Regions from separate parts of the Mus musculus genome. Here all the other regions are linked to region 3. Evidence: chromatin contacts called from public HiChIP or PLAC-seq data. All regions are on one chromosome and are shown on one strand. The core of a region is the stretch at or near the end of the contact, and the rest is flanking DNA. Distances in the headings are between cores, read along the strand shown. Region 1 holds the start of Pdpn (podoplanin). Region 2 holds the start of Prdm2 (PR domain containing 2, with ZNF domain). Region 3 holds the start of Efhd2 (EF hand domain containing 2). Region 4 overlaps Prdm2 (PR domain containing 2, with ZNF domain).

The links. HiChIP or PLAC-seq counts read pairs in DNA pulled down with a chosen protein or histone mark.
Region 1: a contact with region 3 is called in an H3K4me3 HiChIP or PLAC-seq map of embryonic forebrain, with 8 times the contacts expected there. The contact joins the promoter of Pdpn here to the promoter of Efhd2 in region 3. A contact is called at or near these places in 1 of 39 promoter capture datasets (maxillary cranial neural crest) and 4 of 115 datasets of contacts at active chromatin or transcription factors (astrocytes, bone marrow-derived dendritic cells, embryonic forebrain and 1 more).
Region 2: an H3K27ac HiChIP or PLAC-seq map of bone marrow-derived dendritic cells shows a contact between it and region 3, with 6 times the contacts expected there. The contact joins the promoter of Prdm2 here to the promoter of Efhd2 in region 3. A contact is called at or near these places in 1 of 484 Hi-C or Micro-C datasets (the G1E-ER4 cell line) and 3 of 115 datasets of contacts at active chromatin or transcription factors (astrocytes, bone marrow-derived dendritic cells and large pre-B cells).
Region 4: an H3K27ac HiChIP or PLAC-seq map of bone marrow-derived dendritic cells shows a contact between it and region 3, with 6 times the contacts expected there. The contact joins the enhancer-like site here to the promoter of Efhd2 in region 3. A contact is called at or near these places in 7 of 39 promoter capture datasets (the 3T3-L1 cell line, the C10 cell line, the HPC-7 cell line and 2 more) and 2 of 115 datasets of contacts at active chromatin or transcription factors (astrocytes and bone marrow-derived dendritic cells).

What each region holds. Positions count from the first base shown.
Region 1 is chr4:143,297,688-143,300,935 of GRCm38.p6, forward strand. It overlaps Pdpn (podoplanin), which reads right to left and starts at 1,877. Exons shown (of 6, transcript NM_010329.3): 1 at 1,502-1,877. The coding sequence starts at 1,568.
Region 2 is chr4:143,210,832-143,214,076 of GRCm38.p6, forward strand. Prdm2 (PR domain containing 2, with ZNF domain) reads right to left here and starts at 1,878. Exons shown (of 10, transcript NM_001081355.3): 1 at 1,784-1,878.
Region 3 is chr4:141,873,598-141,876,830 of GRCm38.p6, forward strand. Efhd2 (EF hand domain containing 2) reads right to left here and starts at 1,323. Exons shown (of 4, transcript NM_025994.3): 1 at 963-1,323. The coding sequence starts at 1,270.
Region 4 is chr4:143,141,817-143,145,033 of GRCm38.p6, forward strand. It overlaps Prdm2 (PR domain containing 2, with ZNF domain), which reads right to left. Exons shown (of 10, transcript NM_001081355.3): 7 at 308-418. Among named protein-coding and RNA genes, the nearest start is that of Mir7021, 7.3 kb to the left of the region's middle. Within about 2 kb of position 1,860, at least 54 of the 459 cell types and tissues checked have an H3K27ac peak or open chromatin away from gene starts, as enhancers often do. A contact at or near this core is called in the HPC-7 cell line and bone marrow-derived dendritic cells, where this site is marked.

The DNA of each region.
Region 1 (3,248 bases), core at 627-3,126, 1.4 Mb after region 3:
CTTGCCTTTGGAGGATGCCAGCCTCCGACTTTCCTAGGATGTGGTTTGGGGTGGGTGCTTCCCCTCACTTTGCGCTGGTGAGTGAAAAGCCATGTTCTTAACACGCACTGTCTCGCCATGACGGAAATGGAACCGAAATACAGAACTGTATATATATATATATATATATATATATATATATATATATCCTAGCGTAAGAAGTTTCAAAGATAGGACTGCCAGGAATACCCCTGAACACCATAAAGAATAGCTTCGTCTCTTTGAAGCAAGTGGACAACCTCGCCCATGCACTCTATATAATTTCCCTAACACTAGGTGTTGTCTGTGGAGAATTATAGAAGCCTAGGCTAGGCCCACCCATCTCACACAAACCACTCCTTCACCAGGAAAGACAGTCCTACATCTCTGATGACCACTAGCCTTCATTTAGTGAGCAACTGAGACTGTCCCATGACTTCTTGGCTCTGGGATCAAGATTAGAGCTTAGATTCCACCAGGAATATAGATACAACTTAAAACATCAAAGCAAGAAACAAAATAACAGGAGACTGTCCTAGACCCCAGCCATAGATCACCCAGACAGAAGACAGTAATTCAGAAGAGGAGGACGTGATGGTGGTCCCATCAATCTGTTTCTTTCTAGTCAGGGTCTTAAAGCCCAGTCTGGTTTCAAACTCCTTATACCCCAAGATAACCCTGAACCCTCTCATCCTCCTGCCTCCATTTCCCAGTGCTGACACAGTTGAGCATCACCATCCTGGCTTTTGCATCTTGCTGGGGATGGAGCATGAGAGTGTCTCACATGCCAAACATGGACTCTGCCAACTGAGCTACATTCTCAGGCTCCATTCGTCTTTAATTAACACTAATTCAGCCACTGAGTCCTTGGCCAAGTTCAATACATGGCCTCAAACACACTTGCGCTTCAACGCTCACGGCAGCCCTCCAGGTTAGGAGGTACAGGTCCGTGGCGCCCTGGGTTCCATCCATTTCCAGTGTAGGGGTGTGGGGAGGGGAGGAAAGAAAGAGGCAGAGACAAGAATGCTAGAAAGATAGCAGCTTGCGGGTCAAGCTGTTCCACCGTCCCTTCCAGCTACCATCCTAATTAGCGAAGCCTCTTCAGGTCTATCCCCAGCCAGGGGTGTGACCCAGAGTTCCAACCTACGTCCTCCTATCTGTTCCTCTTTTTCAGAGACATTAATCATTCCTCTAACACACTGCTTTTTTGGGCCAGTCCAGTCGCCCTTGGTCACCTTCCCATCCCGTAACACTAGCCCCCGGGGCGGTGGGGGTTGTTAGGGCCATTCTGTACCCCTACCACCTGTGGGTGGACCCCCTACCGCCACACCCACTTGGCTGTTACAGGAGACTTAGCCCCATCTAAGCTACCCCACCGCTCTCCCTCCCTCCCCCCGCACTCGCAGATCCCAGGCCCAAGCATCCCCCGCCTCCCTCCATCCCCACCAACAAGTGCTGGTTGCCAATCATGCATGGCGCTTACCTCCCTGCGCAGAGTCCCAGAACCAAACGCTCCCCAAAACCCAGAACAACACTGGCACGGTCCACATCTTGATCTCGTTGGAGCCTCAGCAGCTAGTGGGTTTTTTTGTGGGTTGTGAAAAGATGAAAAACAAAACAAAACAAAACAAAAAACTTCGAAGCCACAGGCCCAGCCGGGAAGAGCTCGGGAGGAGGTTGGAAGGCGCTGAGCAAAAGTCTCAGCGCCAGAGAGTGCCCGGGCTTTCTGGACTCGCAGAGGCAGCAAGCACAGCAAACTTGGCAGCTGGCAACCTCTCGGCACAGTCGGCATTTATGTCTCCGGTCCCGGGGCGGGAGCGGGTGGGCGTCAGGTGGTCCCGGAGATCTAGGACCGCCCCCGAACTCTGTTTGGCCAGCATCACAAGATGACCTCAGGCCAGGTTTAAAGTTACAGGGCCTCAGCCACTGGGGCCCAGCCCAGAGGGGAAAAAAAAAAAAAGCTTTTGACTTTGTTCCACTACAGGAGAAAAGGGGGCCACGTGCAGTAAACAGTTCTGATTTACAATTTTTATTTATTTTTCTACTATATTTACTATTATGTTTTGGAGGGCAAAGCCCACAACTTAGGTTTCCTTGATAGTGGGCAGAAGAGAGACGCACACAGTGGCGTATGCGGCTGGTTTTATGGTTTTTAGACCGATGCACTGGATTTTTTTCTTCAGATGGTTTGGGGAAAACGGCCGTTGTTTGGGTGAGTCTGAGGCGGCTCTTGTTTATTGAACCTTCATGCAAGGCACGTGGATGGATGGATGGATGGATGGATGGATGGATGGATGGATGGATGGATGGATGGATGGACGGACGGACGGAAGGACGCGTCTGTCCTCCCACAACTAGCCTTCAGTGCAGTACTTGGCCCGGTGAGGTACTTGTCTGGGTGGGGTGCTTGACCTTGAAGGGTGCTTGGCCCTAGTGAGTTATACAGAAGGCAGAGCACGTACCACCACCCCCTGATACCGGGACTTTGTGGCTTCACCTGGATACCAGGAGCAGCTGTGTCATCTGACTATCGGCCACTCACCTGGAACTAATAAGAGTTCAGCTCATCTATTAATCCTAGGGTTTAACTGGTAATCCCCTGTCTCTTGATTTAAACAATCCTTCCTTGCTCTCAGGGAGTGGGTATCGGCAAGAGAAATGTTCATTATTCCCTTCTAACCTGTTGGAATCTAAGAACAGGGTCGGGGGTGGTCTTGGCTTCACTCCCAGATGCCATAAATTCCTTTCAACAAAAGCATCTGAGGATGGGCCCCCCAGAGGTGGCTCGGCCACCAAGCCGAGTGACTTAAGTTTTAGGCTCTGAACCCACAATGGTGAAAGGAGAGTCCCGATTGATTCCTGTATGTTGCCCTCTGACCAGACAGCGAGCACACACACACACACACACACACACACACACACACATACACACACACACTCGCGCATGCACACGGTAAAAATAAGTTACAGAGAACTTAACAATGAACGGTCCCTACGTGTCCCAATGAAGGTGACAATGAGCTGTTTTCATCCTTTTATCTTTGACCTCAGTTTCAAACAGACTTCATCTCAAGAATTTCAAAAGTAGACTGATTTTTAAAAATTATTTATTGTGTGTGCGCATGCACTCACGCATGCATGCATGTGTGCAAAGGTGTGGGCACCCATGATATGGTATGTGTGTGATATCAGAGGGTAGCTTTGTGGAGCCAGCTCGCTCCTACATTCAT
Region 2 (3,245 bases), core at 628-3,127, 1.3 Mb after region 3:
GTATGTGAATAAAGAAATACAAGCAGGCACACCATGAGGGACTGACTAGTGACAATCTGCTACAATGTTAACAATGGCTATCTGAGGAGGCGGAAGTTTACAGGCGGTTTCTATTCCTTCTTTGTGCGCCTCTGTTTTCCAACTGTCTTCCAGTGCGACTGTTTTGCTGTTTTGTGCTTACAGAGCTAATACATTATTACAAAGTTACACCTTCTTATCCCGAGCACTGCATAGAAAATGTAAAACAAACCACCTCAAACCTCAACGAAGCCAAGTCTTCCATCAACAAACAGCGAACATTCATTGAGCATTCTCATTATGTCCCTGGTTCTAATAACTTTGTAAATGCATCGACGGCTTTTTTTTGGGGGGGGGGGGCAGGGAAGGGTCGAGCCCTGAAATAACACCAAATGCAGCTGAGTGTTGCTTCCAACAATGGATTTACAGCTCTCTTCCCATGGCTTGGAATAAAGGGGGCTTATTAAATGATCTCTGAAGGTTTTCAAAGCTATGGCGAGATTGCTCATGAAAAAGAAATTTCATCAAATAAAGTGTGTGAAAGAGAGCTTGGAGGGTGGCAGCTGCGTGCAATCTCAAAAACAGAACTCTATAGAACAGGAAAACAACAGAATAATGTCTCTCAGTTCCTCCTCTTAATATCCTAAAACCTCTTTTCCAATATCATCGTGGGCAGAATGATCCAACTGTAGTCTGTGCTATTGTAGGTAAAAGAAAAACAAAAACCAAAAAACAAACAAAAAACCATTGGGAGGTTGTCTTTGCTGTATATATTACTTTAAAGAATAACCTCGAAGTAAACAAAAAAACTTTGAGATACAATTTTAGTCATGTTCTGGGGACACTGTGTACTAGAAACAAACATTCCCGTGTTTCATTAAAGGGTCCTAAGGGCAAGGCACTGGAACTTGGCAAAAGGCAGTTCACGTGTCAAATACACCCAAATCCTCAATACATGAAATGCGGGGGGTGAAGGGAAACCCCATTTCTCTAGGTGTAAATTCCAGCTGGGTAGTAAGAGGCAACGGGGCTTCCCGGCGATCTGTGGGATTGTTTCCCCAGCTCGAGGCCCGACCTAACGGTAAGTGCTAGGCCATTGGCCGGTGCTTCACGCGTGGATCGTGGAAGAACACTGACCTGTTAAGGTCTATTTCGTGTCTCGCTCGTCACCCTCGGAGACATAGTAGATGGATCTTTTGACGAACGCAAACCAGTCCTATGTATGCTAGCGCACACCTGTGACACATGCACGTATGCACCAGTGGGTCGATGGGGGACACTCGAGGAGCCCACTGGCAGGTTTATAGCACACGGAAACTATACGGGGGTGAAAAACACAAAGGCTCGAGGCACAGAACCAACTCGAGGATTGCAGATGCGCTCGCACATTCAACCCGGGACACAAAAGAGCAGAGATCAGCGCAGCCCTGCGGATGGGGACCGCCCGGGGCCCACGTGCGCTCCCCGCCGACCCCGCAGCCGCGCACCCCGAGTCCGCCGCGCCGTCACCAAACGGACCCGAAACTTGGCCGCGGGGACTTAAGAGCCGCGGAGCGGGAGCCTTCGCGCCGCCTCGCGTCGGCGCCAGCGCCAGCCACCGGTTCCCGGCCGTTCGGAGGAAGCTCGAAGGGGGCGCGTCAGCCCGCCCCGCAATCCCCTTAGCGCCCGGCCCGGTCGCCCCCGCCGCGGTGGCCACACTCCTCACTGACACCAAGGGACATTCCCCCGAGGCCCGCCCGCCCTCCCCGGCTCCGCCGCTCCTCACCAGAGCGCGACGTGCCAACGCTTCAGCGAGCCCAGAGCCGCAGCCGCCGCCGTCGCTCTGGCGCCCGCGGCCGCGCCGCCGCCATCTTGGCTCCGGCCGGAAGTGACGTCGGCACGGCGCCCACAACCCCCGACCCCGACCCCGACCCCGCGCGTAGCTCGTGGCCTGCGACCCCGAGGAGCTCAACACGACGGTCAGGCGTGACCCCGGCGGACTGTGTCGCCCTCTCTGTCAATCACGGACTCGCCGCTCGCCCCAGAGCGTTATTACCTCGAAGGGAAGCCCGCGTCGCCATGGCCGGGCCAGCCTGACCACTATAGAGTTAGGGCTGAGAAACTCAAGAGTTGGTCAGAGAAGCCACCCTACTTCAGACGACCGCGACTGACTGGCGTGGTGGCGCACACTTTAATCCCCAAACTCGAGGCAGAAGCAGCCAGAGCTACATAGTGAATTCCAGGAAGGCAGGACCACACCCTTAGACCTTGTTTCAAGAAAAACAAGAGCAGAATCCACTCTGAAGGCCACTCACTAGACCACTGCCAGGCAAATAGACCGTTTAAATGGTGTGCAAAGGACCAATATAGCCACACACACACAAACCCGAAACTTCAGCAAAGCAGATGCAACTGAGCGGCTGTATTCATCCCTTACCAGGAGGCATTTGCTAACTGCCAGCTATGGGCCTAGGTCAGTGCCAAGGCTCTGTGGTACCCAGCATGGCCTTCATCTTGCCCTTGGGAACTGCACCACTATTTACAAACAAGTGAGCTGGAGATGGATTGGATTGAACTGGAGACCACTTCTGACATCCCAGAAAAGAGGTTTGACGGGAACATAGTTGCCAATCAATCTGAAGTTGTAGAGAGATGAAAGTTACTTGTCACATCTAGATGGTACCCAGAGCCATGAGTACTTCAAGATAAAGCTATCCTCTGAGAAGAAAGGAAAAAAAAAAAAAATCTAAGTGTAGTGGGCCGTATTAGTCCTCTGAGAAAAGGATCTGAAAAATAGATAATGTATTATGTTCAAATGTGCCTCCAAAACTTTGGAAAGACCAGACAAGCTCATCAAATGTACCTGTTGTTTAGAAAGTACGTCAATCAACGTGGATTGTGGTATACTCTGTAAAGGATTGGTGACATGGTGATTATCTCATCAGTACTGTTGACAGGTGAGGACAATGTCAAGTGTTGTCAAGGTCTGGATCACCACAGAGCCCGTGGAGAGAGGAAATAAAACCTCAAATGTTTGCTTATGTCTCTCACTAGTCAAGAGTTTACAAACCTAAGAGAGACATGCAAACTTGTCACTAGAATATACACTATTATGGTACAGGCTGCCACTGGAATTTGCACTCTTTATTTGATTAACACCTTACTAAGTATATGCATCAAAAATCATCTGAGGTAGCGTGGGAGCAAAAGGGAGACCACCACCTCATCTACCACCAAACTGCCATAGC
Region 3 (3,233 bases), core at 73-2,572:
CACTGGGGAAGAGGGCTGCCTTCTGATAAAGGGCAGGGGAGTCACCACTGCACAACCACGGAGTGAAGGGGTTCGAGGTGGGGGGGCGGGGTAATGGGGGAGAAGGGAGGGAGGGGAGGAAGGTGGACTCACAGTGTATGAAGAGGGGCTAAGTCCCAGGGGACTCTGTCCTGATGATAGGGGAGTTACATGTTTGTAGACTGGGGGACAGGGACAGAGGAGCCCTTCCCTAGCAAGACCGCACAGTGTTAAGGAAATGGAACCTGGTCAACAGGGTGGGCGGGAATGGAAAGGCCTGAAGAGTTTTCACCCACAGTAAGTAAACATAGTATAGCTGAGGGTGTGTGTGTGTGTGTGTGTGTGTGTGTGTGTGTGTTGGGGGGAGGGGGTTGTGGACCCAACCTAGTAGGAGAGAGTCCATAACTAAGCAGAAGAAATTAAAGGACCCAGTAAAAGGCACAAGTCTGGCATGGGTGCCGGGGGGAATGTCCCCTTAAGAGGCAGTAGGGTTGCCTTATTGCGGTGGGGGTAGGGAGTCCAGTAGTTAGGACGGAGCGGAAGGGAAGCCACCGGCCCTTTCTCCCTTTCTCGATATGTTTGGGTGTAGGGTGGTGGGTGCAGTAACATTAACAGTGGGAAGGAGGTCGGTACCCTGTGTGGTGGTAGTGACTCGCTGGGGACCTGCGATTATCTGGAAGGAACCTCAGGGAGCCCCCAATCCGCGTGGGCTATTCCGAGGGCAGTATCACCAGGAGGAGGGGTCACATGTCAGGAACGGGAGCTCCCCAGATCCACTTGCGTGCTGGGGTGGTGGGTCTGGAAGCCTCGTGGCTCTTTAGAAAAGCAGCAGAGTTCCCCACCCTGGTGAGACGGGGTTCTGGGGGAATCTAATTGGGGATACGGGAGGTTAGGGCCCGAGGCCGGGTCTAGGGTGGTGGGGAACCGGGTGCAGGGGCACTTACTGCTTGAACATCTTCTCCATGTCTTTGATCTGCTTCCTGGAGAACTCCTTGAACTCGGTGTAGGGGTTGAAGACGCGGCGGCTGGGCGACTGTGGCTCGCCGATGCCCTGGTTGAGGTCCGCGCGCCGCAGCAGCTTGGCGCTCAGCTCGTCGTCCGCGCTGCCCAACGCCTGGGCAGTCTCGTCGGGAGCCTCGGCCGCCGCCGCCGCCGCCGCCCCGTTGAGCCCCGGCTGCTCCGTCGCCTCGCCGCCTTCGCCCTCCATCTGCAGCCTCCGGCTCAGCTTGCTGGCCAACTCGTCCGTGGCCATGGTGGCCCGCGCAGCGCTGCCTCGGCCGGGCCCCTGCTCTGCGCCGCGCTCCCGGCCGCGCTCTTCCTCTTCCTGACACTCCCCGCCGCCAGGCGCCGCCCTGAAGGTGGGACTTAGGGGACCGCCCGCCCCCGGGCTGGCTCCCGCCGCCTTTGCCGCGTGCCGGGTCCTTCTCTATCCCCGGAGGGGGGTAGGGGGGTCAAGTGCATTCCGCTCCCCAGCTCCTCATCATCGTTCCCCTCCCTCCCCCACAGTGAAAAACCATCAACTTCTCTCTGATGACCTCTGGGTGACGCTGAGTCCCAGGAGCCCTCTGGAAGGAACCTGGGAAGGGGGTGTCCCAACCCTTCGGGAGGGAAGAGGGTCCGCTCGCAGGAGGTGGCTGTGTGTTCAGGGACTGGAGAGGGGCGCGGCTCTCAACCCGTTCTCTGAAAGGGGTTTGTGTCTCTGACACCCTGTCGGTTGCCATGGAGACCACTGGTAGTGAACCGCTGGGCGTTCTTGATAAGGTGGCAGGAATCTGAAGAAGGTGGACCCTAGCACTGGAGCCCAGTTGAGACTGTCTCCAGGGCTATCATGACTGGCGTCATTCAAAAGTGGGGTAGCTGCTATGAGGGAGATGGCACCCTACCAGTTCTCAAGGTCCCCAAAGAACTGGGAAAGGGGAAGGGGGTCGTCCTGTTACACGATGATTCAGCACAATAGCTGCCTGATCCGGCGGATGCCTGGGACTCTCCACCTCAGAGGGATTTCAGAGAGATCTCCATGTTGCCTCTTTGATGGGGATCCCAGAGGGGTGACCTCCTCCCCAAAGCGTCAGGAATGGGGGGAGCTGGAAAGGAGGAGCTCAGAGAGAATTTGTCTCTGTCATCTAGTCTGTCACTTCAAGAACAGCAAAGCTGGTCTGAAGAGAAGGCTCAGTTATTAAGAGTGGTTATTGCTCTTGTGGAGGACTGACATCCTAGCATCCGTGTAGGGTCCGGGTAGAGAGGGGCAAGTCACGAAAGGCCTGTAACTCCAGCACCAGGGATCCTAGACCCTCTTCTGGCCTGCTTATGCATCTGCACTCATGAGCATATATACCCCTCCCCCACACACACAGACTTAAAACTAAAGTAAATCTCTGGCCAGTCTCTGAGTTCAGTCAGCCTGGTCTACATCCAGGATAGCCAGGGCTCTATAGTAAGACTCCCTCCTTGATAGATGATAGATAATAGATAGACAGATAACAAACTCTGTTTGTTTGTTTGTTTTTCTTTTGGGGGTTTTGTTTTTTGAGACAGGGTTTCTCTGTGTAGCCCTGGCTGTCCTGGAACTCACTCTGTAGACCAGGCTGACCTCGAACTCAAGAAATCCGCCAGCTTCTGCCTCCCAAGTGCTGGGATTAAAGGCGTGCACTGTCCGGCGGTAACAAACTCTTAAACCTTCAAAGCTATGGTGTTCTGGCATCAACTGCAAGGTCACTAGCCATAATGCTGATTTCCAGGCTCTACCTAGACTGACAGACCTGTCCTTTGTCACTGGGATCCAAAAAGCTGCTTTTCACAAGCACCTGGGGGAAGCCTTGCTCTTTGGAGTCAAGAGTCTCCGACACAGATGCATCACTAAGATAACAGGGCAATGCTGGGTACCCAGATACTGCCCACTCCCAGAGGCAGGGTACAGAAGACCTGGAAAGCACAAGCTAAAAAGTGACACTGTGAAAACAGAGGGGACCAGAGAAGCTGCTGGCTGCCACAGGATGATGCTTAGAGGAAGACACCTGATCAGTAACTGTTGATGTGTTCACAAACATTGTTGAAGGAAAAGGTATTTGAAAGAGTATAATGGATGCAGAAGAAATCTGTAGTTATACCTTGCTCAGCCTTTCAGAAGCATGGTTTCACAGAAGACCCCAGGTCCCCTGAGTAAGACAATGACTCCTGTGTGTTTCAGAAGCATTTATCAGCTGCCTCAGCCAGTT
Region 4 (3,217 bases), core at 610-3,109, 1.3 Mb after region 3:
CAGGTAGGTCAGTCAGAATGCCACACTGCTACTAGCCTAGTCTTTGTTTTTAAAACAGTCAACATATGTCTGCCCGTCTATCTAGAAAAAATGTGTAGTCGGTCTCACTATATAGGCCTGGCTGGCCTTGGACTCAGACCCACCTGCCTCTGCCTCTCTCGTGCAGGGAGTCACTCTGCCTGTTTCCCTTTATGAAAAGAACCACGTTTAAGGGGAGAATACTTTCATTCTGAAGAGGAAGTAGGGTTTGGAAAGTTCAGCTTACTACAGTAAACACGTGTGTTCACCAAGCATGGCCAGCACTGACCTTCTGCAGAGCCCCTCATGTTTGCAGAGGTGGAGTCCAGCTCGCTCGCCTTCCGCGCTGCAGCCTGGGTTCTGACGCCTTTGTTTTTATTCTCCTGTGATTTCTTCTTCCCTGAAACACAGCATATATTTATTTACTCATTCATTCATGATACTCTGGTCCTTGAGACAATTAACCCAAGCAAAGTAGACTGAATTTGTAGACAACTATCATTTTGATTTCCAAAGAAAAGAATGAATAGTGACTAAAAATATCATCAAATCTGTCAGAAAAAAAAAACAAAAACCAACAAACAAAGCTCGTAGGTCCTGCATTTTTAGATGTTTGGTCCTTAGTTTCACAGCATAGTAGCTATCAAGTTAATGAACACTGTATTCTCAAAAAGTTAATAATACTAATATAAAAAACTCTAGAATCAAAAAAATTTGAAATCATATAAATAATATGGAAAATACCTATTAGAGAGAAACAATATGTCACAATTTAAAACATTTTATTGGTTAAGATAGGATAATCCAGGACTACAACTTCAACTTTGAAAGTAGGCATTGCACTGCATTATAAGGGATACATATGGTCTCTCTCAAATGCAGAGAAATCACAAGCATGGCTCCTATTGAATTAATAACATGGAGGCACACAAAGTTCAGAAAATACTAACTACACGCAAATGATCCCAAACTATAGAAAGTTAAATTAAACCATGACCTCTCTTGAGAAGCTACAACAATGAACTGAAGCCCCAAAGGAACACAGTATATTGCAGTAGTGGTCCCAAACTGGTCACCAAGGTTACCAGATCCGGGTGAGTCTCACGTCCCTTCCCAAGCACTTCCTTCTCGTCTGGCACTATTCTCCTCACACACAAGCCACCTCCACTCCTAGAGATCCCTAGGACAAGCTCCCTGCTTTTCCTGAGCAAGACTTCTGCCTCCTCCATAACCACCTTATCCAAAGACAGGAAAGACACCACTCATGACTATGGAACACAGAGAAATCAAATTCTACAGAGTCTGAATAGTGGATGATCATGAGAGAAACACGATCAGCTAAAATGAAGACAACGGATAGTTTTAATGTCAGAAACACAAAAATGTCATAATTGAGAAGATCATTAGATTAAAAGTACAGAAATCAACCATAATATAAAGTACTAGTTTAAAGGATTTTGATAAAAATCTAACAGACATAACAAGAAAACAATTTGTTAGTCTTTTAAGGGGAAGTACTAATATATCATTTTAAAGTGCCCAATTTTTTAGCTAGTAAGAAAACAGGCTTGGTGTGTTCTGTTTCCTTTGGGAGTGTGTGTGTGTGTGTGTGTGTGTGGGGGGTGTCAACAATATGTTCCCAACAGTATGGTCACATGTTCCTTTCCACATGCACCTTAAGAACATAAGCACACACATGACCAAAAGCTCATCTACTCTGATATGAAGCAGAGGGCATGGCAATGAATGAACGATCCCATCTCCAGATGAAGACTCATCCTATCTGGTACCACACGAGGCAGATAGATACACAGGCACCTTCCACAGTAGCTCTTCACACTCTCCTGTCAACTTCCTCCTGTTTAGTGTGAGCCTGGTAATTGCTGGCTCAAGCTCCTGAAGGATACGTGTTGAACAGAATCTAATTCTCTCCCTTCCTGTCTACGTCTATACCCTTCCTGTGTGTGTGATGCTCAGTCTGAATGAGATTAGTAACTCCAAACGAAACGCATGCTAACCACAAACAAAAACACAAATGACAATCTGCTGATATAGTGCAACCGAACGGCTGAGTGTCACAAAGCCAGCAGCAGAACCCTCAGACATTCCACTCAAAAGTAGAAGAGAGATCCTTTTCCCCAACCCCCTCCCCCAATCAAAACCACATCTTTTTCTAACTACCAGTACTTCGTGTAATCAGTACTACCCCACATTCTCACACAGACCAAGAAACAGGACCCTTTACTATAACTGTTTACAGGTTTTTAAATGGAAAATTATAATTTAAACATGCCCTCTGCAATAAGCTTCAGATACATTAAAAATAAAGCACATTGTAAAATTTAATAGAAACAGGTATCAATTTGTTGACCAAAATACTCTGGCGAGTATATTATTATAATTAAACAAGTAACATGATGAACTAAAAATGTAGCTGCTTAAGCATGTGAAAGGCAAATGCTATGTTATACCATATTCTGTACCTTAAAACAAAACAAACACCCTTACTACAACTAGGCCGTGCCACATGTCCCCCTCTGAACTCCTCAGCACAGGAGGAGTTTACTACTCCCCAGGTATCCACTGTAAAGCCACAGCCACCATGGAAATGCAATCCATTGTGAGGACAGATCTATCAAGATAGGCATCAGGATGAGTACCCACCTCCTGTGCCTTTCTCAGAGGACTAACAAGAGTTACAAACAGAGAGTTAACCAGCCTGGTTTCTCAAGCAGAACACAAATGACACTCTTGGTCACACAACTGTCTGTTGTGGGGATTGCTGATTCACCAGAGTTTGTTTCACAGCATACTGCAGAGGGAAAGGGTGCTCTACCCAGTATGTGACAGCCTCAAATTGAAAACACAGCAAAGTCTCCGCGGTGCTCTCTCTGTGGGGAGATCTCTCAAATATCAGAGCACTAGACTAATGTACTTACTATATTTGAGGTTACTACAAACATATGTGGCTCTACAGTCTACATATTTATTAAAAATCATGCTAAAAACTAAAATAACACCAATATAAAAATTCTAAAGATGAAGAAATGAAACCACCAAAGTAACTTAGGAACAACAATGAATTTATGTGGCAAAAGAAATCTAGCAAAACTATCATGGAGCTATGACATCAAAATTTTCTCAATCAGAGCCATTTATCAAGATACTTTTGAAGCCCTCTGACTGGAGATGATAGGAC